4 separate regions of the Mus musculus genome follow, and all the other regions are linked to region 1. A link is a contact called in public Hi-C, HiChIP or PLAC-seq and Micro-C data. All regions are on one chromosome and are shown on one strand. The core of a region is the stretch at or near the end of the contact, and the rest is flanking DNA. Distances in the headings are between cores, read along the strand shown.

Region 1 (5,467 bases), core at 2,806-5,305:
TTTCAAGTTTCTGTACAGTTACAGAGTTCAAATAACTTAGCCGCTTTATGAGCCATCTCAATATTGCTTTAACACAGGTTAATGAACATTTGTTACTTGTAGATTATTGCTAACTACTAGAAAAACATTTGTAAAGGTTAACCCAATGGTTTGCTGTGGATCATTTTACATCCTCATCAGATCTGTCAGGGGACATGTTTTATTTATCAATGGGAAGGAAGGGGCTACTGACATCTAGAAATGCTAAAAGTCCCACAATGCACAGCATGGCTCCCACAACAGAGAAGTGTCCACAGTGCCTAGGTTAGGAAAGCTTGGGTGGATGAAATACTGTTCAGGGTGGGAGTGTGTGCTAAGGCATGCAGACTCAAGCAGCGTGGACTCGGGAATTCCGCCGTCCTGGGTTTCACTCTTGGATCCCACCCTTCATTAAAAAAATCCAACTTTTGGCAAACTACCTAACTCTACTGTTGGAATCACATGCTAATGTGGCTAACCGTGTACAACAATAAGCAAAGTCCAGCTCAAACCAGGGAAAAAACTATCAGTATCTAGAGGAAGCCCAGGAGACATGACAACTTATAGAACAGAGGACCTTTCTTTTTTTTTTGGGGGGGGGGGGTTGGGGTTTTTTTGGTTTTTCGAGACAGGGTTTCTCTGTGTAGCCCTGGCTGTCCTGGAGCTCACTTTGTAGACCAGGCTGGCCTCGAACTCAGAAATCCGCCTGCCTCCCGAGTGCTGGGATTAAAGGCGTGCGCCACCATGCCCGGCTTCTTTTTTTTTTTTTTTTTTTTAAAGACAAAGTCTCACTATGTAGTCCTGACCAGTCTTGATTTTAAGACATCCATCTGCCTCTGCCTCCCTAGTGCTAAGAATAAAAGCACACCTCACCATTAAGTCATTTAGGATTTAAGAGAATTTTATTTAAGGGACAGATTACAGTTCGCTGAACATGGTCTCAGCACACTCAGGAGGCTGAGGTAAAGCAATGTCCAATGTGACGTAAGCTTGAGCCACAGCAGAAAATCCTGTCCTCATTCATGAACAAACAGTTGGAGGACTGGAGATGGCTCAGAAGTTAAGAACACTTGCTGCTCAGAGGACCTGAGTCCAGGTGCCAGCATCCACATTTGGCAGCTCACAACCACCTGGTCAGATCCAGAAATGATGACACCCTCTTCTGGTCTCTGTAGCCATCTACTCTCATGTGGCACACAAACTTCCACATACACATAAATAGTTCTTATAAGCCACCACCCTTCCCAAAACATAAAAAACCCTGGGGGTATAGTTCAGTGAAAGAACACTTGCCAGGTATGTATAAAGTTTTATTTTTATCTTTTCAGGTTCATTCCATCATTTTATGTGTGTAAGTGTTTGTCAAAATGTATGTCTGTGCACCATATGTATGCCTGGTGCTTACAAAGGCCAGAAGAGGAGGTTGGAACCCCTGGAGCTGGACTTACAGAAAGTTGCAACCCTTTATGGGGGTGCTAAGAGTCTAACCTAAGTCCTCTGGAAGAGAAGCCAGTGCTCTTAACTACTGAATCATCTCTGCAGTCTCTTGACAGCAGTTCCAAAGCCGTTACTCAGGCTGGAGAGAGCTGCTCAGTGGTTAAGAGCACTTGCTGCTCCTGTAGAGGGGCCAGTTTCAGTTCCTGGCACCCACATGATGGGTAACTCCAGGGGACCCTATAATTCTTCTGTTCTCCTTGGGCACCAGGCACACACATGGTGTACATATATACATGCAGGCAAAACACTTACACATGTACTAAATGAAATCAATTAATCTATAAAAATGACTCAGAGAAATGTTTAGTAGGCAATAGCTGAAACTTCGTGAGAGCAGTAAATGTCACTGAGGTTATGTCACAGCTCGGTAGCTGAGGCCAAGTGGGAAACTTTCCGACATGACAGAAACAGATACTGCATCTCTTCCTGGATATTGCCTTTGACAGTCCAAAGTTTGCTTTCCTATCTGGCACTAGAGAAAGGCTGACTCTGAGGTGCCTCCATAAAGGCTGGCTGTAGGTATAAGTCTCTCCTGACAAGAACAATATTAACATTTGCTAAGAGAAACATCTACAAAAGTAGGCATTGCGCCCTCCCCTGCTTTAATTCCGCGATTAGTGAGAAAGCATATGGGAAGTATTCTGAGCTCCTTGGAAAAGTGACACCAGCAAATTCAAAGACTTAGGTTACAGTATAAAGGGATAACGAGATAGCCAACCACTTTCTTGTTGGTCTGTATTAAGACAGGTGTCTTAAGTTCTGGCAGAAGACTAGCACAAACCCCCTTTTCCTCATAAATCAGGTTCCGGCTTGTGTTTATAGCCATTGAAAGAGTTACTAATCCCTGGAAAAAGGGACGTACAAAGCTGCTTGCCAGAGCACACAGACAGGGAATGGCAAGGAACCAACCCCCAGGCTCCCATTACCTCCATCAGAAGGACTGTGACAAAGCAGCGCAGGGTGGAAGAGGAGTAAATAAACAATTAGCAAATCGGAATCCCAGCTGCAAAGAGCAGCTGGAGCCCACAGCAGCCCCCTCAGCAGCCCCCTCAGCAGCCCCCTCAGCCCTGGGTGCCTGATGCTGAGGACAGTAAGTGAGCGGTCTTTTCCTTCAGTGAGAATCTGCTAGCCACACAGGTCAAACCTTCCCACAGTGAGTCAGCTAGCTACCCAGTTTTAAAATGCATTCCCTCTCACCACCTAAAAACCTGTTCACAAATGTCCAGAGCCCAGAACTGACATTTCAGCTGTTAGGAAAGACCTTCCGAGTTAAAGTAGGTGAATTTGGGAATCCCATTTACCAGAGAGAGCCTAAAGCTATCAACAATTTCCAGTGCCATGTCAAGTGATAAAGTGATCAGAGCCTGTTAGGTGAGAGCAGTAAGTGGTCAGATCTTGTTTGCTGGGGTTTTTTTTGTTTTGTTTTGTTTTTTGAGACAGTCTCATTTTTTAACTGTTTGGTTTGGAACTTTCTGTGTAGAGCTGACTTGGAACTCAGAGGCCTTACCTCTCTCTGCCTCCCCAGTGTAGGACTGAGGGCTTACACCTCTACAGCTGGACTATAGGCCGCTTTTATAATCTGTACCGAGAAAGCAGTTCTCTAGCAAAATTCATCATTAAGATCTTGGAGATTATGTGGAGCATTGATTAGTAAAGTCAGTCAAACACAATAGCTGGGACCACTGAGATACACTTTTCTGACCTAGGGGAAGGAATCACTGTTTCCGCAAGTTGGCATTTTACAAATGAAAAGCTTTGGTAGAGAGCCAATTTCTCCAGCTCTCTATCCCGCAGTTCCAGAAAGGGGGAAAGGTGGCACCTTATCCAAACAAATCCAAATATCTCCTTATTTGCAGAATTAAGAGTCAGAATTTTAGAACGGATTATCGGATTCGGGTCAAAGATCTTACACCCGCCCTCAATGATTCAATACATTTGTCTCCCAAAGTCATGTAACTATCAGATCAGGGGTTGGGGGGGGGTGATGGGGGCTTCACTGAAACATTGCTTGTAGCGAAAGTGTTAAATTTACACAATATTACTTCATCTCCTGAGTCTGGGAGCCACCGACCTCTGATCCCACCATGCAGTCAAGAGTTCGTTCTCCAGACGCTGGCCAGGAAACTATTCAAAATTCCGCGCGTGTCACAAGTCAGGCTGTGGAGCCTAACCCCCACTGCGAGCGAAGTTTGGTAAAGTTCCTAAAACGCCGAGCTCTGGCTGCGGCGGGGTCCGTGGCCCGTGGCCCGTGGCCGGCTGCCCACCCAGGAGGAGAAAGCGGATCCTCGCGGCCGCGCAGCCCGCGGAGCGCACCGCCCGCCCACAGCCCGCGCCCGCCCCACGCTGCCGCGGCCCTCCGACCCACCCGGAGGTCTCTGTGCAGGGCTGTGCAGAGCCGACAGGTTCAGCGCCGCCGCCTTCTCTCGAACCGTGGCCATGTCAGCGGCGGGCTGGACTCCGTGCCCGCGCCGCCGCTGCTGCCGCTGCTCCACAGACTGCGCGCCCGCGCCGAAGCCTCGGGTTAACTCCCGGGGAGCGGGGCTCCCGGCGGGCTCCGCCCCTGGCGATCACGTGTTTCACAGACTGGCTCCAAGCCTCTGCGCTCCAAAACGCCCCAGGCAGCTCCAGGCGGGCGGTGTCCAGGTAGAAAGTACTTAGGCATGGCTTTTCCAGTGCTAGTCGGTACTAGCCCGGGGCTAGACCCGCTGAGTCCCAAGGTGTCCCTCCAGGATCTGCCCTCGCTCCAACCGGAGTCTTATTGCTCCAGGTCTCAGTGCTTTCTGCTCTCACCTGCTAGTATTAGGACCAGGTTGGCTGGGCTTTTAATGAGAATTACCTGAACCGACATTTAGCAATTCGTATTTGGACCATAAATGCTCCCAAGTGTGTCAGGATAATAAATACTTGGAGTTTTTTTCCTTCCTGTCCCTCTAAAGAACAAACAAAACCTTATCTAGCCTAGGAGAGCAATGTCTAGAGGTCAGAGGACCGCAACAACAAAGATCATGGGGCTTCCTGCCAAGGAAATCTGTGTTGATTCTAAATTAACCCTGGGTCTGGTGAGCACCGGGAAGGGGAGCATGGAAGAACAAACTGGAGGGGGAAGGAGAGAGGGTTGCTGCTGGGAGCGCTTCAGTTTCTTGGGTAATTGAGGTAGAGAAACCAGGGACCCAGTGCTGGGTTAAGTCGGCAAGGTTGAATGATGTTGGAGATCATTAACCTAGCTGACGGATGCATGACCGTCCCCTCCCTTCTTCTTTTGAATAAAGTCAGGGTCTTTCTATATACCCTGGCGGTCCTAGAATTTGCTCTGTAGAATAGGCTAGCCACGAACTCGAAAATCTCTGGCTACCTCTATCTCCTGAGTGGGAATAAAGGCATTTGTTCGCAACTGTTGCCCTTTCTATAGATTTCTACCTCTTTTGGGGGGTGTTGTGTTTTATAAAAAAGAAGGAAGGGATATGCTTGGTGGAGGCGTGGTATGTTGTGGTAGAATGGTTCCTCTGCAGGCCCATGCTGAGGTATCCGTTCCCCCTGAGATACCAGTCACACAAGGAGTATAGTATAGAATAGAGTTTGGGGAGGAGTTAAGAGGGTAAGGGAGAGAGAGGGGAGGGGAGGGGAGGGGAGGGGAGGGAGGGGAGGGGAGGGGAGGGGAGGGACAGAGAGGGAAGAGTGTAAGATGGTAGGTAAGAGAGTGAGGAGGCGTCAAGCAGCCCCTTTTACAGTGAGTCAGGCAGGCATACCTGGCTGTTGCCAGGTAACTATGGGGCAGGGCCTAGAAGAAACGCTAACTGGGGGGCGGGGGCTAGAGAGACGATTCAGCAGGTACAGCTCTTGCTTTACTAGCAAAGGATCAGAGTTCAGTTCCCAGTACCCATGTGCCTGCTCACAACCACTGGTCTGTAACCCCAACTCCAGGGTTTCTGATGCCCTCTTCTGGCCTCTGCAG
Region 2 (5,534 bases), core at 1,296-3,795, 330 kb before region 1:
TATGAAAGAAGTGATAAGGGTCAGACTGGATGCCCAGTGTTCACTCTGCCACCAAGAAGCCAGTCATAAAAATGGAATCCGTGGTAAAGCCACAGGATGCTGCAAAGCTCAGAGGCAGGCAGTGGAGCCACAGGTGGTCTTGTCCATGGAAAACTGAGCATTGAAGGTGACAGTAGAAAAGGCACCCCAATAGCACAGAGAAACCAACTCTAATGAGAAGGGGGGAAATAACAGGCCTCAGAGAACAGATGTTTGAATGACACCCACTTTCATTCTGATTGCCTATCCTAGGCTATGTCTCGGGACCAGTATACTTCAAGAAAAAAGCGGAGGGGGGGGGCAGACTAAGAGCAAAAGATGAAGATGACAAGTCCCCTAGAGAAGGTTCTGGCTGACTGAAAGATGAGCCAAGCAAAGACTCAGAGGTTGAGAAGGAGCCAAATACAAAGGTTGGAAGGGAGATCAGAAATCCAAAACCCTGTCAAAAAAAATCGGCTGGCATGGGCCTGAATGGGGCAATACAGGAAAGCTAAATTTCACGTCACAGATGGCTGAACAGTTCTCAGTCTCTGCGAGCAAATGAGCAACATTCAAGGCATAAAAGCTCTCAAACGGTTTACAGAACTATCAAGAATTGGGTGAGTGCTAACCAAAACCTCTGTGGTTCTCAGCCGGTGGTCACTAAGGGGCTTCCTTATGCCTTCTTCATGACTTCTCTCAACATTGTGTCACATATATAAAGCCAGAGGGTCGGAGTCCCTAGAAGGTCAACTACTGAATTTTGGAACTACAAGAAAGAATCACAACAGAAATTCCTGGACACACAGACTCCTTGTCAGTGACTTTTAAGTGAATCAAAGGGAAATGGCTTTAAATTAAACAGTTATATAGATATAGCCCACCAGAATACGTAATTTAAAACTGGTATAAGCTCCTTCAAAACTGGGACTTCCAATCTGATATGGGGAAAGGCCATACATAGACACGTGTTGGAGGGCGAGGGGCGGTTCTCCTTGGTCCTCACTAAAAGCTGCAGCACTACAGAAACCAGTTACCTAAAATGAGAGGTTTGCATTTGTTAGGCTGAATGTATCTATAATCTAGAATTCCACCACAAACACAGAAGCTTGCCCTTCACGGGAGTCATAGCAATCATTCTTATTTCAAAGACCATGGCTGGCCGCGCAGTGTAAGTTTCAAAGCACTTCTGCAGAATAATTCTGCCCAAATAGTTACAACAGATCCACAAAATCGTCCGCGGAAGTACAGAAATCTGTTTCTGAAGGATCGTTGGTGGTCTGAGCACCAAGAGTGACTCTTCTTCAACGAGCCTCTTGTAAAAAATAGGTATACATTTGATCAATGCCTGAACCTTTTGCAAAATGCAATCAATTATTTTAAGTACCTCATTCCCAAAAGGAAGGGAGGGGAACCTGTTATGAGCAACGGGGGAACGCTATTTTGACACAGAAATTGCTTCAAACTCTCAGGTCATTCCTTGCACTTAAGACAAAGTGAATACTAGCAACGGGAAGCCCAAAACATCCACAACATCCCACTGAACAGGTCTCTTTTATGCTATCCTAACTACGCCATGTCTAGCTAAAGGAAGCGTGTTTGTGGGACCACCAGGAAGCATTTACAACTTGTCCAGGGAGGAAAAATTAAAGATAAAAACGTGCCTCTTTCTTCACCGCCCACGATGCCTTCTCAAGAGACAGATTTCTGACAGTTCGCCCGCTGGTGCAACTGCTAAGGGCAAATAAAAGCCTGGCGGTGCTGCAAAGAGCCCACCACCCACCACCACGCGGTTAAGCGGCTCCAGACCCCGCCGCGGGCGGAGAGCCGCTGCCAAGCGCTTACCGGAGTCGGCCCAGCAGTGCCCGGAGAGGGCAGCCAGCAGCAAGAGTCCCAGCAGCAGCGGCCGCCGCAGCAGCACATCCTCGGACCGGCGGGCCTCGGAGCTTCTCACGCCCTGGCAACGCGCGGCGATCCCGCCCGCCCCGCAGAGCCCTTGCTCCCGGAGCCGGTCCCTGGGCTCCCGCGCTGCCGGCTCAGCTTCGCTCGGGCCCTGGGGCTTCGCCTCCTGCAGAGCCATAGGGACTGTTCATACATCCAGGCCGCTGCCTCGTTCCACACCGCGCCGGTGAGCCCAGCCCTCCGCGCACCGCTCCTCACCGGGCATCTCGGGCCATGGCCCGGGAGTCGGAGGGAGGCAGGAGGTGCGAGCTGCTCGCTCGTCCTGCCTCGGTGGGAGGCGGGCTCAATGGAGCCGCGGCTTCAGGCGCGCGGGTACCGGGGTTGCATGGGGGTTCCCACGGTGCGGCGAGGGTGGGACGGGCGGCGCCCCGGTCCCCTCCCCAGGGCCGGATGCTACACCTCGAGCGCGAGGCTGCGAGACACGGAGACCCGCGGACCTAGCTCGTGCAGCGTGCCGCCCGCCGCCGCCCCTGCGCCCAGGTCTCTATCTCTGTCGGTTCACTGGATCGCTAGGCTCTGGCTCCAGCCGCGAAAGCTACTGCAGCTCCGAGCGGCGCCTCATTGACAAAGAAAGCACGTAGCACAGGAGCGGGCAAGGGAGGCGAGGCAGGCGCGCGCGCGCATCCCCGCGCGAAACCACCGCGCGCCCCCAGCTCCCGCGCGCGGGGCTGAACCCTGCCCTGCGCTGGCGAGGTCCTCGTTGAGGGGGACTTTCCTCCGCCCAGGGTTCCCAGATCGTGAGAAGGAAAGGTAGGCTGGGATAGCCCTCTGACCGGAGAAGGGACTGGACACCTAGATACCTTCACGGTCGACGGTCAACGTGCTGAGAAAGCTAGGTGCTCAACCTGCATCTTGGAAAAGCTTTCCGAGGATGAGCGGAAGAGCTTGGTGCAGGTTGTTCACTGCTACTCTGGGGGGCTGGCAGACACCTGCCTGCCAAATTTACCCCCAAAGAACTAGAGCTGTTGTGCCCTATTTGCAATGAAACACTGAAGTAAATAAAACACGTTATAAACATTTGTTGCAGCCATACTATGAGAGAGGCAGTGCATTGAGCTTTGGGACAACTACAGGCATTTCCAAAAAGTCTTTCCCAAATAAGAGAGCTGACTAGTCAGTCTCTCTCTAGTAGGATGAAAGGGCAGAGTCAGCTGAGTTGTCCTTCTGCCCTTACCCTTGTTCTGCATCTGTACCCTTGAGCAGGCTATCTAGTTCGCAGGTGCTTCAAACTCCCTTCAGTCAATAAGTTGTCCACAGGATAGCAGCAAACCCAGCAGCACCCATTGCTTGCCAGCGACTGTGTCAGGGAAAAGCATTTGCACTGACCTGGCCCTGTTATATGCCGGGCCCTATTCCAGACACTTGGACAGGAGCCACAAACATAATCTCTGTAGGTAATAAATTGACTACCAGACAGTGCTTAAAAAGCCTCAGAGAAAATGGTAAGGTAAAATGCTGGAAAGTGGAGATGGAGGTATTGCAGCAGTAAACAGGAGGTAAAGAGGCTTCACTGAGAAGGTGACATGTGGGAGAAGACCAGAAGGAGGTCAAGGAACAAGGCAAGCTGAAGAAACAATCTAAAGAGATCCGTGAGGTCAAACCTCTGAGGCCGGCCTGGCCTGGTGTGTTCCAGGCCCAGCACAGCAAGCAGGGGGATGCTGAGAAATGGAAGCTGCTCTCTCATTCATCCTCTCTCTCTGTGTGTGTCTCTCTCTGTCTCTGTCTCTGTCTCTGTCTCTGTCTCTCTCTCTCTCTCTCTCTCTCTCTCTCTCTCTCTCTCTCTCTCTCTCTCTCTATTACACACACACACATACCACGATGGCCCATGGTTCTGGAGAAGGCTTGTCTCCCCCTCACCTGTGTCCGCAGGACGGCAGTTAGACTGCAAAGCAGGAGATGTATTTGCACACGCTAACTTCAGAGAGCAGGTGTGTCTTATCGTGCATTTCAGATCTGAACTGCAGTAGTGTGGGTTCTTAAAATCAGAAATGCTCAAAAAAATATGAAACACCTCTGTGCCATATCAGCACTCAAAAAAGTCCCAGGGCTGGTGAGACAGTTCATGGAGCGAGGCCACCTGCTACCAAGACCGGCAATCTGAGCTTGGTCCCTGGGACCTACCTACATGGTAAGACAAAAACAGCTCCTGAGAGTTGTCTTTTAATCTTTATCTCCATACTCTAAATGAATAAAGCAATAATTAAGACCTGGGGACGTGAACTCTGAATGACTTCAAATTTTCAGATCAGACACACTCATACACAGGTATCCCCAGACCCAGATGACTCTGAAATGTGCAGCCTTTCTGGCCCCAAAGCATTTTGGATGAGGGGTATTCATCCTTCCCTGGGGGGTTGTGACTGACCCTTGCCCTTTCGTTAAATGTACCGTACCGTTTGGAGTTGTTTTAAGAAACTTACAAGTCAGGGCAGTGGTTGTACATTCCTTAAATCCCAGCACTCAGGAAGAGACAGGCAGATCCCTGAGTTCAAGGCCAGCCTGGTCTTCAGAATGAGTTCCAGGACAGCCAAGGCTACACAGAGAAACCCTGCCCTGAGGAGGTTGGGGGGAGGAATGGCAAATGGTGATCCCTGAGAAGGAAATGGGGACTGGGATGACGGCCCAAAGTCTAGGCACGTTCTGACTGACAGACACAAAGACCACGTGTGCCCAGTAGGGGTGGGGAGGGAGGCAGGAGGGAGGGCTTGCAAAAGTCAACATGCTCATTCAACAACACAGTACATGGAGAAATGGGACAGGAGGAGGAAGGGACATTCAGGACTACTCGTGGGAGGTTCTGGATACATCTGGATTTTTCCTTAAAGAAAGGAAGAAGGGAAGAAAGGGAAGGTGACTCACCCTCAGGGGCACCCACCTGCATGACTCTCAGAGGAGCTAAGGACACCAACGAGGGGATGGCAAGGTAGAACACCAACCTTTCTAGCCACAGCTGCAGCCAGCTGTGAGATGGGTTGGATTAAGACAAAAAAGCCACACTTGCTGGCCCAAGACATAAAAAATCCAAATGGAAAGAGGACAGGATATAAAACAAGAGACACAAGACTCAGCCACATTCTCCATGACAGTTAAAAGAGGAAACACGGGCTCCTCTGCCAGAGGGTGGAGATACTCATATTCTGCCTTGTAAGTGGGATTCTCTCTGTGCTATTTCTTGCCAGACTTAGACATGACACAGATTGCTTTTCAGTCTCTGGTTGTTAGGTTAGAGAGGCTCTGTCCCCCCACAGGCTGGACTTGAGACCAGATACCATCACATCCCTCAAGAAGCTCACAGTCCAGTAAGCAAAGCAGGTGCACAGTGACCACGTTAGAACATGGTAAGCATGCGATGAAGATCTGTGAGCATCACCCGTCCCCATGGGAACAGAGGTATGAGCAGATCACCCCATCCCCCATGGAAACACGGGATATTTCCGCCTGCAATAGGGAAAAGATGTAAGAACACCTAAAGTGGAAGTTTTTCAGGCGCAGCAAATGGCCAGGAAGTCAAAAAAGGTTGCAGCATCATGGCAGGAAAGGGAAGGTATCTAGTG
Region 3 (5,511 bases), core at 1,030-3,529, 270 kb after region 1:
TGTAGAATGAATTAAAACAAACCTTTATCATCTTCCTTCAGACACACATCACAGGCTTCAATAATCTGAGCTAAATCTACATGAAGTCCACCTTCCGAGTTTTCTTCTGAGAGCTCAGCTCCTTTTGATTTCAGATAAGCTCGAAGTTCAGCAGCCTATGAATCAAACAGGGTTGCTAAATCTCTAGATCCACTTGTAAAAATCAAGTTATGATAAAACACAAATATCAAACTCATCTGCCCTGCTTCCAAAGTAACATGCAAGTGCTAACTAACTACCCTCCAATTGTGTTGATTCCCTCCCTCCCTCTACAAAGTCCACGCAGACACATAGTTCACAAAGATCATATTCAGTTTCCTGCCACCTGTATCCACTGGACTTCCAGTCTATAGCAAATGCTTTACTTATTTCATTTAAGCGGTCTCCACTGGGAGGGATGGGGACTAAAGATACATCAATCTGACTTGGCAAAGTTGAAGAGGTTTTTTTCCCCCAGTAAGTGAAAATTTTATAGCTGTCAAATGTATATATAAATAGCACTACTAAAATCACAGTCATCATCCGGACAATAGTCTATTCATTTGCTAATAACTTGAGAACCATTTGAGACAAGCATTTTGGGAGATACCAATATAAAAAGATAATGCCTGTCAGTGCAGCCTGCATGAAAGTGTATGTGTATCAAATTGTCTATCAATGCACTGTATAACAAATATCTTAAAACATAACATCACTCTCAGAGGCAGAAAGCACTTTTGGTACTATCAAAATAACTACTAAAATAAGTCATTTGGATGTTTCCTACTTTACTCTCTAGTTAGGATCTTTAACAACGTTTTTCCTTCGATGGTTTAACATTCATGCACTGAAACAGAAATGTAGATGACTTAAAGCTAACAGAATAAAAACTTAAAGAATCACAGTATAAAGCGTTCCATTAGAAAATGCACAGGTGCCAGGGTGAGGTGGTGGGCAGGGTGAGGTGACATATAACTGTGACCACAGCACTTGAGGCAGAGGCAGGGGGATCTCTACAGGTTCCTGGCCAGCCAAGGTTTAACAAGCCATAGTGAAACACTTCCCAAATATCAAAACAAGAAGGGGGTTGGGGAAAGAAAAAGCACGGATGTCAAATTGTCTGGACAAAGCCAAAAGAGCCTTGGGGAAAATAACCAACATTTTTAATCCCACAAATGTGTTTGGTGACCTCAGAAACCTAACAAACCCTTAGGTCTGATGGAATTATTTTTCCAAACAATAGCATAGTAATTTTATACAGAAGATGGCATGGTATTATAAAAAAGATATTTTGAAAACTCAAGTGTCATATTAGAAAAAGCAAAATAACAGCAGAAATCATTCTTTTTCTTTATGACACAAATATATAATCTAACCAAGATGTAAAGAAAGCATTTGTTCACTTCCTGCTTTACAAATCTTTTTCTAAGAATTAGTTAAGTTTAATGTTTTTATATCATTCTTGCTGACAACAAGACACTCTACAATATGGCCAATGCCAAGGCTCTATTCAGCCCCTGGCCTGAAGTACCTTTTTGGTAAATACTAGTCAATGCCTGGGAACTCTAGCTTCCTCTGCTGTCAAATACTCTTAATGCGGCATCTTTCTATGTGTGCATAACTTCCTTTCTTCTCCTGTGTAACATATGGAACCCCAAGTTTCTGTCAGTGGGTATTATAAAAGCGTATGCATGCTCACGAAGAACAGTTTGGGTTGTAGAAAATTAAAAGACTGTCATCCCAACAATTAACCTCCTGTTACAGAAAAAGGAGAAGCCATCTGTCCTGTACACCCAGGTGTAAACCCCAATTAGTGAACTTCAAAGTGTCCAGGATGGCCCGCCAGATGCTCCTGCCTCCCAGCCGCCTGGGAACAGAAAACGCGAGCCAACTAGTAAAATGCATGCCACCGTCGCCTGTGGCCGCGGAAGGCCCGCATTCACACGCTCAAAGTTGCTCCTGCGGGCCACACGCGAACTTAGCAGACGCTGGTCCCTGTCCCCGAAAAGTTCTGGGTCGTCATCGACGACTGCGGACGAGCCCTGGCGCCCACCGGGCCCGCATCCGGACCCTCGGCCGCGCACGCGCCGAGACCCAGGTCAGGAGAGCGCGCTCCCCCTCACGGGCTCCGTCCCGGGAATCCCCCGCACCCGTTGCCCCGAGGGCCCAGCATCGTGCACCTGGTCTTCCTCGCTGATATCGATGAAGGCCGGGACGCTCATGGTGAAGGCCGGGCTGCGGAAGACGCTCCGATCCAGAAACACGCCGACCGGAAAAGAGAGCGGTGCCGTACAGGGTTACGCACAACCGCTTCCGGGTCAGCCACAGAGGGCGGGCCTCGTGGGCGGGGCCCACAGTACTACTTCCTCCCCGCGGGCCTCTGCTTCAGCTCCTCGCAGGCTCCTACCTGAAATCTTCCCCTCTCCCCGGAAACTTAGGTGGGTTGGGCTAAAGTGTCCTCTGCCCGCCTGCTGCCTGCGGGTCACGGAACCCTACCTGGGCCAAAGCTTCGGGAGCCTAGAGAGCTCTTGCTGCCTCTGAGAGCTTTCCAGGTGCCCCCTGTCCCTAAAGCCTTGGAACTATTTTTTTTTTCCCCTGTGTTATGCTTCCCAGTTTGCTGGTCCAGTTGCTAGGCCATGCTCCTTGCTAAGTAAGGGTGACTAGTTTTCAAAGAATGCTCCCACTTAATTAATAAGGACTTATCCAGAATACACAGTGCCTCAGTGTATGTTAGGGATTGACTCCAGGATCCCTCCTCTAAGGATTCCAGAATCTATGGGGCTCAAGACGCTTACATAAAAATGGCTTAGTTCGTGTCTATATAACCTCCTGTGTACTTTAAGTCATCTCCAGGGCACTTAAAATAGCTAATCCAATGTAAATTCTATGTCCTCTGTTTTCTAGGGAATGACAAGGTCTGCGTATTCAGCACAGATATTTCTCCAGAATATTATAGTCTGCAGTTGATTGAACCTGGATGCAGAACTTGGAGCCATGAAGATCAAGAACATTGTAAATGCAACAATAAGGGGGAAATGCAATTAAAAAGTGGGCTGAAAAAGTAAAAACAGACTTTATTAGAGAATATACACATGGTATCCTCAGTTGATAGAATGTCCCCAATAAATGGCCTGTCAGGTATTTTCTTCCTTAATGATTGACATGGGAGGGCCCAGCCCACTGTGGGTGGTGCCACCCTGGGTAGGTGGCCCTGAGTTGCATTGAAAAGTAAGCCAAGCTAGCCACAAGGAGCAAGTCAGCAGGCAGCGAGCAAGCCTCTGCTTCAGTTCCCACCTCCAGGTTCCTGCCTTGGGTTCCTGCCATGACTTTCCTCAGCGATGGAGGTTAACCTGAGAGTTGTCAGATGAAATGAACCCTTTTTCCCCAGGTCGGTTTTTGGCCAATATTTTATCATAGCAATGGGAAGCACACTAAGACAATCTTCCTGGAGTACTGGGTTACAATGTGGAATGAGTGTGTGTGGGGGGGTACGTTCTCAAGGAAGAAAAGGAAGAGAGACTGGTTGAAAAGAGGGGAGCAGATTTCTGAGGGGGGAGAGGAGAGAAGAGAGGGTGTAAGAGGAGAGTGGGGCGCTGAGCCAGAACATATTTATTAGAATGGTCTTCTCAGAATTTCAGGAGGGAGAAGATACCCAGTGGTCCTGTAAACACACTAATATACTAGTTAACTAGGCCAAGGCCCGGGCACTGAAGCTGGAGGGCAACCCTTGCTCATCATCACAGCAATCTTTGCTTTGAATTTTGAAAGGTGACTTTTTTTTTCTAAGATTAATACTTTTCAACCTTGCTTTCAGCTTCTTTCCCCTTTCTTGATGGAAATTTGTTTCAAATGTTAATGTTGCCAGCTTTTTCTTCAGTATTTTATTTTAACTCATCAATAAGTCTTTCTTTAAAAATACATATATTTTGTTGAACATTTTAAAACCCTATTTTAATATTAGCCCCGTCCCTTACTCGCCCCTTTTTTCTGATTTCCTTTATTCTATGACTTTGTGAAGTAAAAGAGGTGACTTCAGGGGACTTTTGAGAAGGAGGTTTCAAAAGGATAGAGACAAAATTATTTGAATCTTTAGATATTTACTCATTCGCTAAAAACATATTGATCTCTCTGACAAAATTATGTACCAGCAGGTGGTTGACCTTCCAGAGAGAACAAAATTAAAGCATGCAACTTATTTATTGTTTATGTTATTGTGATGGAACCAAACCCAAGGCTTTGTGTGGACTAAGCAAGCTTTCTATCACTAAGGGATTAACTGTCATATTAAGGTTTTAATTGCCATGATGAAACACCATGACTAAGAGCAAGTTGGGGAGGAAAAGGTTTGTTTGGCTTCCACTTCCACATCATTGTCCATCACTGAAGGAAATCAAGACTCTAGCTGATGCAGAGGCCACGGATGCTGCTGCTTGCTGGCCTGCTTTTCATAGCTTGCTCAGCCTGCTTTCTTGTAGAGCTCAGGACCACCAGCCAGGGATGGCATCACCTACAATGGGCTGAGCCCTGCCCCACTGGTCACTAACGGAGAAAATGCCTTACAGCTTGCTTGCAAGCCCAATCTTATGGAAGCATTTTCTCAAAGAAGGTACCTGCCTCTCAGGTAATTATAAATTGTATGACACTGACATAAAACTAGCCAGCATACTCCTTTATAATTTTTCAATGACACTTTTTGTCAAATTCATTTCTTAATTGAAAAAAGACCCTAGCATTATTTTTCGTTAATAAAATGTTTTCTGATAATCTTAAGGTTTTTCTTTAAACACAAATCTGCCTTAGACAAATGGTACAAGAAGTACTATCTACTATATGACAGGAAGCATTCTAAATGCTTAAAAAAAAAAGTTTAGAGTCAGTTGAAACTGGGGTTAGCTGATGCTAACCTATGCCTGATATAAAATGGGGTCACTGGTATGTTAATAGCAGTAAAGAGTCACCCCTGCTGATAACCACACATACAACCTTCACTACTATATTATCCTTCTTGAGACTTTCACAAACTGTCCTCAGAACTTCCCAAAACAGAAGGAGCTGAAAGTTCAACAAAACCCTATATATTCTGAAAGGCAAAGCCATTTTTCTAGCTGATGTGGCTGTTTGTTTTCTTTTGAGGTGAGCTCTCACTAGTCCAGGTTGGCCTTGAACTCAGTGTGTAACTGAAACTGATCTTGAAGTCCTGACTCCATTGTTCCTACTTTTTTTGAATTACAGGCATACTTTTTTATGTGTGCACTGGGGACTCGAACTCAGGTCCTTGTGCTGGCAGAGCAATTGCTCTTACACACTAAGCTATTTTCCTAGATCTCCTTTTATTTTTAATTCTTTATTCTTTCTGATTAAAAATTCTGGAAAACTTGGATTTATCACACCTGCTTCCCTCTGTTTGGGGAATGTGTGTATGTATGTGTGTTGGGGTGTGTGTGTGTGTGTGTGTATACACATACGTGTGAATGTGGTGTCAAGGGGATAACT
Region 4 (5,323 bases), core at 497-2,996, 290 kb before region 1:
CCTTTTATCCCAGCAGAGACAGAGGCATTGGGGCCAGCCTGATCTACATAGTGAGCTCCAGAACAGCCAAGATTATACAGAGACCCTGTCTCAAAAAGATAAATAGATAATAGATGATAGATAGATAGATAGATAGACAGACAGATAAATAGCAATAGATACATAAATAGATGCTTAAAATTTAAAAATCTGTCCCAATGTCACAGGACTAATAATACCAGCTACTTGGGTAGCTAAATCAGGAGGAACCCAAGTTCAAGGCCTGTTCTACAGAGTTCTAAGGCAGTGCAGGCAATTTAGAGAGATCTTATTTCAAAACTAAAAGATACAAAAAGGACTGTATCTCAGTGGTATGTATCTAGGCTTCCTTGGTATGTGTGAGGCCCTGGTTTCAAACAACAAGATAAAAATGAATAAACAAATAAGCACATAAGTTCTATAGTTACTATATACTATTATTTACTTAAGCAAATTAGACATTTCATTAGCCTCAATTCATTTACAAACTAGAGATGCATATACCTTGTACCCTAAGGTTCATGCTCTGAAAATACAACTCCCAATGTAAAAAGGCCAGCTGGAAGGTAGCCAGCCACCACCTATGAAAAGACTAATGTTGGTCTATGTGCCTTAGTGTCACAGGACAGACTCTCTTCTTGCAAAGGCTGTTTGTTATAAAAGGGTCAAGGCTGAACTTCTTCACATCTTGCTGGCACTTGTGCCCCTTTCTGCATGAGTCTGGTTCCCTTTCCACTTTACCATGTTGTACCACAGTCACACAAGCCCTCCACAACTCTGCATCAATGTTTAGATATCATCAACTACCAGAACTGAATAGATAAGGAACTGTTCCGAAGTCCACTTACAACATATGCATGACAGGGATACACTTGCCTTTACAGAACACAACAACAAAACTAAGTGCCAGCGGCATATTATTCATTTCCTCAACCAAAAACACATCTAAATTAAGAGTACTAGAATGACTGCCTCTATGTTTATGAAAAATAGTAGCACAACAAAAACTTAAGCTAAAGAATAAACCTGGGAAGGAATAAAGTGAGCTCTCTACAAACAAGACAACATAACTGTGCATTTTGTCTCTAAAGAATACTAGAAGGTCCTTAAGGCTCCCTTAAAGAAATATTCACTGGGCCAGCACAGGGCTCAGCTGATTAAAGCATTTCCAAGCCTGGTAAGCAGTGGAGGAATTAGCCTACTCTAAAGGCTGTCTTCTGACCTACACCTGAGCCATGGTGTGTGTGCACACCCAACATATAGCATAGGCACACACCATAATAATACATACAATTTAAGAAGCAATGGGGAACATAAAGTATCCAATTTGATACAATGTTCCTCAAAATACATTCCACTTCAATGTTTTAAATTAAATTCTCAGATACTCTGTAACCCACAAAATAGGTAACTACATTAATCAACTCCTAAATCCAGACTACTAGAATTTAAGGAAACATGAAAGCAAACCTCTAAATCATGACCATACATGATTTCCTACTAAAACCACTACTTCCCTGAGATAATTGCTCTAAAAATAACTGTCACCGCTGTGAATTATATTCTGAGTAAAGGAAATAAGAGGAGCCAATTATAAAGCTGGATAATATACAAGCAGCCTGGTGTACAGATCTGGAGAAGTAATATGCACCTAGGATCATCATTTGTACATAAAGCGCCAGAGAAAGGGGGTGTGCATGTGAGAAGGTTGAAGATGTGTGACGGCAGGATGTGTGAGGTCAACTGTGTGTGAAGGCGGGAACACACGGGAACTCTGTCCCTTATACAGCTTCCTAAGGAACTAAACCACTCAAAAAAAAAAATCTATTTTAAACGTCTACAGAAAGTAACTTATAACAGGTAAGACACAAACTCTAAGAAACAAATCCCAATATAAAAAGAAAATATCATTGGATTGAAACTACATTTTCTTGAGATAATCATTAAGTTTTGAGTTCAAAAGAGAAATTATGGTAAACTGTCCATAAACTGTCTAATTAAACTTGGAAGAAGTTTAATTAGAAAAGTTATTGGTGGGCATGGGGGTGTTAAACCTTTAATCCCAGGAACAGTCAAGAGACAGAGTAAAGCCAGGACTGCATAGCAGGACTGACTGTCAAAAACAAACCAATAGAAACACTTTAAAGAAATAGAAAAGTTAACAGATATGTAGGTGTAGAGCAAGCCACGTGGTGGAGCTCTGAAGAGCATTCAGGCCAATAAGGCAGAGTTGGGGATCCCTTCTTTAAAGATCTAGAATCAAGGGGTAATCTTTCACAGCAAGAACCTGCAGCCAGACCGTGCTGACTCCTAGGTGGCAATAGGAGGAGGGAATGCCAAAGAAGGCACGTGCATCTCTGAGGCCTCAAGTGGGCAAGGAAGAGGAGCAGCGCAGCTAATTAAGGGGTCCTCACGATAAGGGAAGAGGCTGTGTTGCCACTGGGATCTTTCTAATGTCTCTGACTCTGGCAACCTGGCCCGGAGGCTTCTCTGGTAAAGTGAGACTGGCACCTGTTCTTCTCCTGGAATGCAAGCACCTGTGGAGTCTGTTTACAGGTCTGCCTCTCACCGTACCAGCTGGGATGTATAAAGATGGAGATCTAACTTGAGCAGTAACCCATCTCATGTTCTAACCGTTACTAATAGCAAGGCATAAAGAATAAATAGAAGGCAGTGGCCTAGAGCCTGCAACTGTCTCTCATTAACCTGGGAACACAAAAACTACTGTTTAGACTGTTAGGGAAGAGGGGCCCTGGCCTAAGCTTTTCAAAAACATGAGGGGGGAAAAAATCACAAAGAGTAAACAAAAAGCCCAGCCGTCCTAGAAATAACACCACTACCCACCTTCTATACTAAAACTAAAATCACTCAAGAAAACACTATCACAAAGCCTCCAGATAGCCCTGTCCAACAGATGTCCAAATCGCTGGAGACACTGTTTCTACCATGCACCGCGATGTGTTGGCCACTTCAGATGTGACTAATGTAGCTGTGCCATGACTCAGCTCTGTCATTTCAAAGAATTCGAATTAGTTCATACCTACCTACTACACAGCATCAGACACTACTGGCTACCATAGTAAATATACAGCACAACTCAGGAACTTAGGAGGTCAAAGCACTGAAGAAAATGGACTAAGTTCAAGCCCTGCCTGGGCTACACAATGATTCCCAGACCAGATAAGGCTAACAAGACTGTCTCAAATAACTACAGACAGGTAAATGGCCACGCATTCACACAAATTCAAATACATTACACCAATTGATTTGGCTCTGAAGAACTGCAGCAGTACACATGTCAGAAGTAAGCCACCAAGAAATAAGCATGGGAGACTCCCTGTCACCACATCAAAGAATCTTGCAAAGCTCCGCCCTCAGTGTAGCTCCTATGCATAAAGTGCATGTAGTGTCCCAACACATTAGTGCTTACTCTACATTATGTGTTCATCTTCACAGCAACCTTTGAAGTAGCTATTAACAGTGTCACGATGAGTAAACTGAGGCTCAGAGAGGAAGGAACTTGCTCCAGGTGATGCAGTAGGTGAAGAACCAGAATCATAAGCATGTGGATGAATATAGTAACATAATTCCCTTGCTTACTTAGCCCATCAATCCACGCTTTTGTTCTGTTTCATGACTTAAACTCCACCCTTGTCTAAAAACAGGATATTTAATTCCTCATGAACTAAGACAATAAATTATTAAAACATAGTATTAATATATTATTAGAATATAGTTACATTCCTTTATAACTCTAAATTTGACAACAGTTTCTTAAATTTTAAGCCCCAAGCATGGACAACAAGTGAAAAACTAGAAAACTACACTTTGCTAAAACAAATAATTTTGTACACTGTCAACGGTGGCTGGAGAAGGACCAGAGACATGGCTCAGTGATAAAGAGCCTTCTTGCTCTTCCAGAGGACCTGAGTTCACACAGGGTAGCTCACCCATCGGGAACTCCAGCTCCATCAGGAACTCCAGCTCTAGGAGTTGCATGACCTCTTTTATTTTCCATGAGCTAGCCAGGAAGAACAAGCCAGTAAGCAGCAGCACAGACTCACCACCAACGCCTGCCTCCAGTGCCCTGCCTTGAGTTCCTGACCTGCCTTCCCTTGGTGATGGATTTGATGTGGAAGTGTAATAAAACACTTCTTTCAGCTACTATAGTGTTGTAGCAATAAAAATCCTAAGATACACATAAAATAAATCTAATTGTGTGTGTTAAAGAAAAAAATTACAGTGCAGGGGTCCAGACCAGAACAAAAACAAGACACAGAGAAAGGTGTGGCAAAATTACATGCAGGAATATATCAGAGTTAAATCAGTAGGATCTGGTCACACGGTGACTACATAAACAGTAGGGAAACGAGACATCAAAGAATTGCTTCTAAACTGAGTGTGGTAGCACACATCTTTATTCCCCAACTCTGTCACCGTTGTGCAACAAATCTGAATCTCAACTTCCTGTTCATAAGATGCAGATGATGTTGCTATTTTTTAGCTACTCCAAGGGTTAGTGGTAAACTCTTTAGCACAGTGCTGAGGACAAAGCAGTCAAGAAACATCATTATTTCACTTTATATTCTTATTCCCCACATAAAAAAAAGTACCTACACAAGACACATAAAACATATCTATACTTTTAATGTTGTAAAACGTGGCTAAACCATTTCAAATTTTGTAAGTTTGTCTACTGAACCTACTCATATTAAAATACCTTGTGAAGAAAGGCATTTTCTTCCTTTTTAAAAAAGACTTGAAGGCAAGGAAGAGAAGAGAAGGGGATGAAAGGGTCTGGTGCATCCCAGAGCTTAGTACGCACCTGGTTGGTTCTCCTACATCCCCTTCCTGGATGCTGAGATTATAGCACCCAACACACACAACCTGGAGACCAAACTCTGGCTTCCTGCATGCCAGGCAAGCACTCTACAAACTAAATGAACTACAGCACAGCTCCAAAAGGCCACCTTCATGTTACACTGGAACAGGGTAATAATACTTAGGAGGGGTATAATATCTTTCAGCAAAATGCATATACCCACACTACCTTAAAAATCTTTTTCATAAAAATATGAAAGTATACCTGTGAGATGCAGGTTTACACAAGCAGGCTCTCTGACATTATCTGAAAATTATATCCATAATGGGATTGCTTTAAATGAAGAGTAAAGATGTTCTATAAAATTATAAAATAAAACCACAACATAAAGGGAGAAAATGTTCCTAATTTGCTACATTCTTGCTAGCTTTTAAAAATCATCATGTGGCTAAAGAAATGGCTTAGCACAGAGTGCCTCCTGCT

Evidence for each region. Hi-C and Micro-C count contacts between places; a contact is called where the count stands out from the background. HiChIP or PLAC-seq counts read pairs in DNA pulled down with a chosen protein or histone mark.
Region 2: a Micro-C map of embryonic stem cells shows a contact between it and region 1, with 4 times the contacts expected there. The contact joins the promoter of D430041D05Rik here to the promoter of Depdc7 in region 1. A contact is called at or near these places in 13 of 39 promoter capture datasets (the 3T3-L1 cell line, 3T3-L1-derived adipocytes, the C10 cell line and 9 more), 2 of 484 Hi-C or Micro-C datasets (the HPC-7 cell line and embryonic stem cells) and 2 of 115 datasets of contacts at active chromatin or transcription factors (both in embryonic stem cells).
Region 3: a FOXA1 HiChIP or PLAC-seq map of pancreatic cancer cells shows a contact between it and region 1. The contact joins the promoter of Eif3m here to the promoter of Depdc7 in region 1. A contact is called at or near these places in 2 of 39 promoter capture datasets (liver and pre-B cells), 1 of 484 Hi-C or Micro-C datasets (pro-B cells), 1 of 115 datasets of contacts at active chromatin or transcription factors (pancreatic cancer cells) and 1 of 9 other capture datasets (pancreatic islet).
Region 4: a Hi-C map of the HPC-7 cell line shows a contact between it and region 1, with 1.9 times the contacts expected there. The contact joins the enhancer-like site here to the promoter of Depdc7 in region 1. A contact is called at or near these places in 1 of 39 promoter capture datasets (liver), 20 of 484 Hi-C or Micro-C datasets (the Ba/F3 cell line, the G1E-ER4 cell line, the HPC-7 cell line and 5 more), 3 of 115 datasets of contacts at active chromatin or transcription factors (bone marrow-derived dendritic cells, bone marrow-derived macrophages and embryonic stem cells) and 1 of 9 other capture datasets (embryonic stem cells).

The regions. Positions count from the first base shown.
Region 1 is chr2:104,738,802-104,744,268 of GRCm38.p6, forward strand. It overlaps Depdc7 (DEP domain containing 7), which reads right to left and starts at 4,056. Exons shown (of 9, transcript NM_144804.2): 1 at 3,881-4,056. The coding sequence starts at 3,953.
Region 2 is chr2:104,408,066-104,413,599 of GRCm38.p6, forward strand. It overlaps D430041D05Rik (RIKEN cDNA D430041D05 gene), which reads right to left and starts at 2,546. Exons shown (of 21, transcript NM_001368844.1): 1 at 1,864-2,546. The coding sequence starts at 2,098. It overlaps Gm35606 (a long non-coding RNA gene), which reads left to right and starts at 5,458. Exons shown (of 3, transcript XR_374847.4): 1 at 5,458-5,534.
Region 3 is chr2:105,014,748-105,020,258 of GRCm38.p6, forward strand. Eif3m (eukaryotic translation initiation factor 3, subunit M) reads right to left here and starts at 2,280. Exons shown (of 11, transcript NM_145380.2): 1 at 2,199-2,280; 2 at 23-155. The coding sequence starts at 2,240. It overlaps Gm38521 (predicted gene, 38521), which reads left to right and starts at 2,374. Exons shown (of 2, transcript NR_165821.1): 1 at 2,374-2,456; 2 at 2,923-5,511.
Region 4 is chr2:104,455,760-104,461,082 of GRCm38.p6, forward strand. All of the region lies in intron 2 of Hipk3 (homeodomain interacting protein kinase 3), which reads right to left. Among named protein-coding and RNA genes, the nearest start is that of Mir1902, 29 kb to the left of the region's middle. Within about 2 kb of position 1,747, at least 30 of the 459 cell types and tissues checked have an H3K27ac peak or open chromatin away from gene starts, as enhancers often do. A contact at or near this core is called in the HPC-7 cell line and bone marrow-derived macrophages, where this site is marked.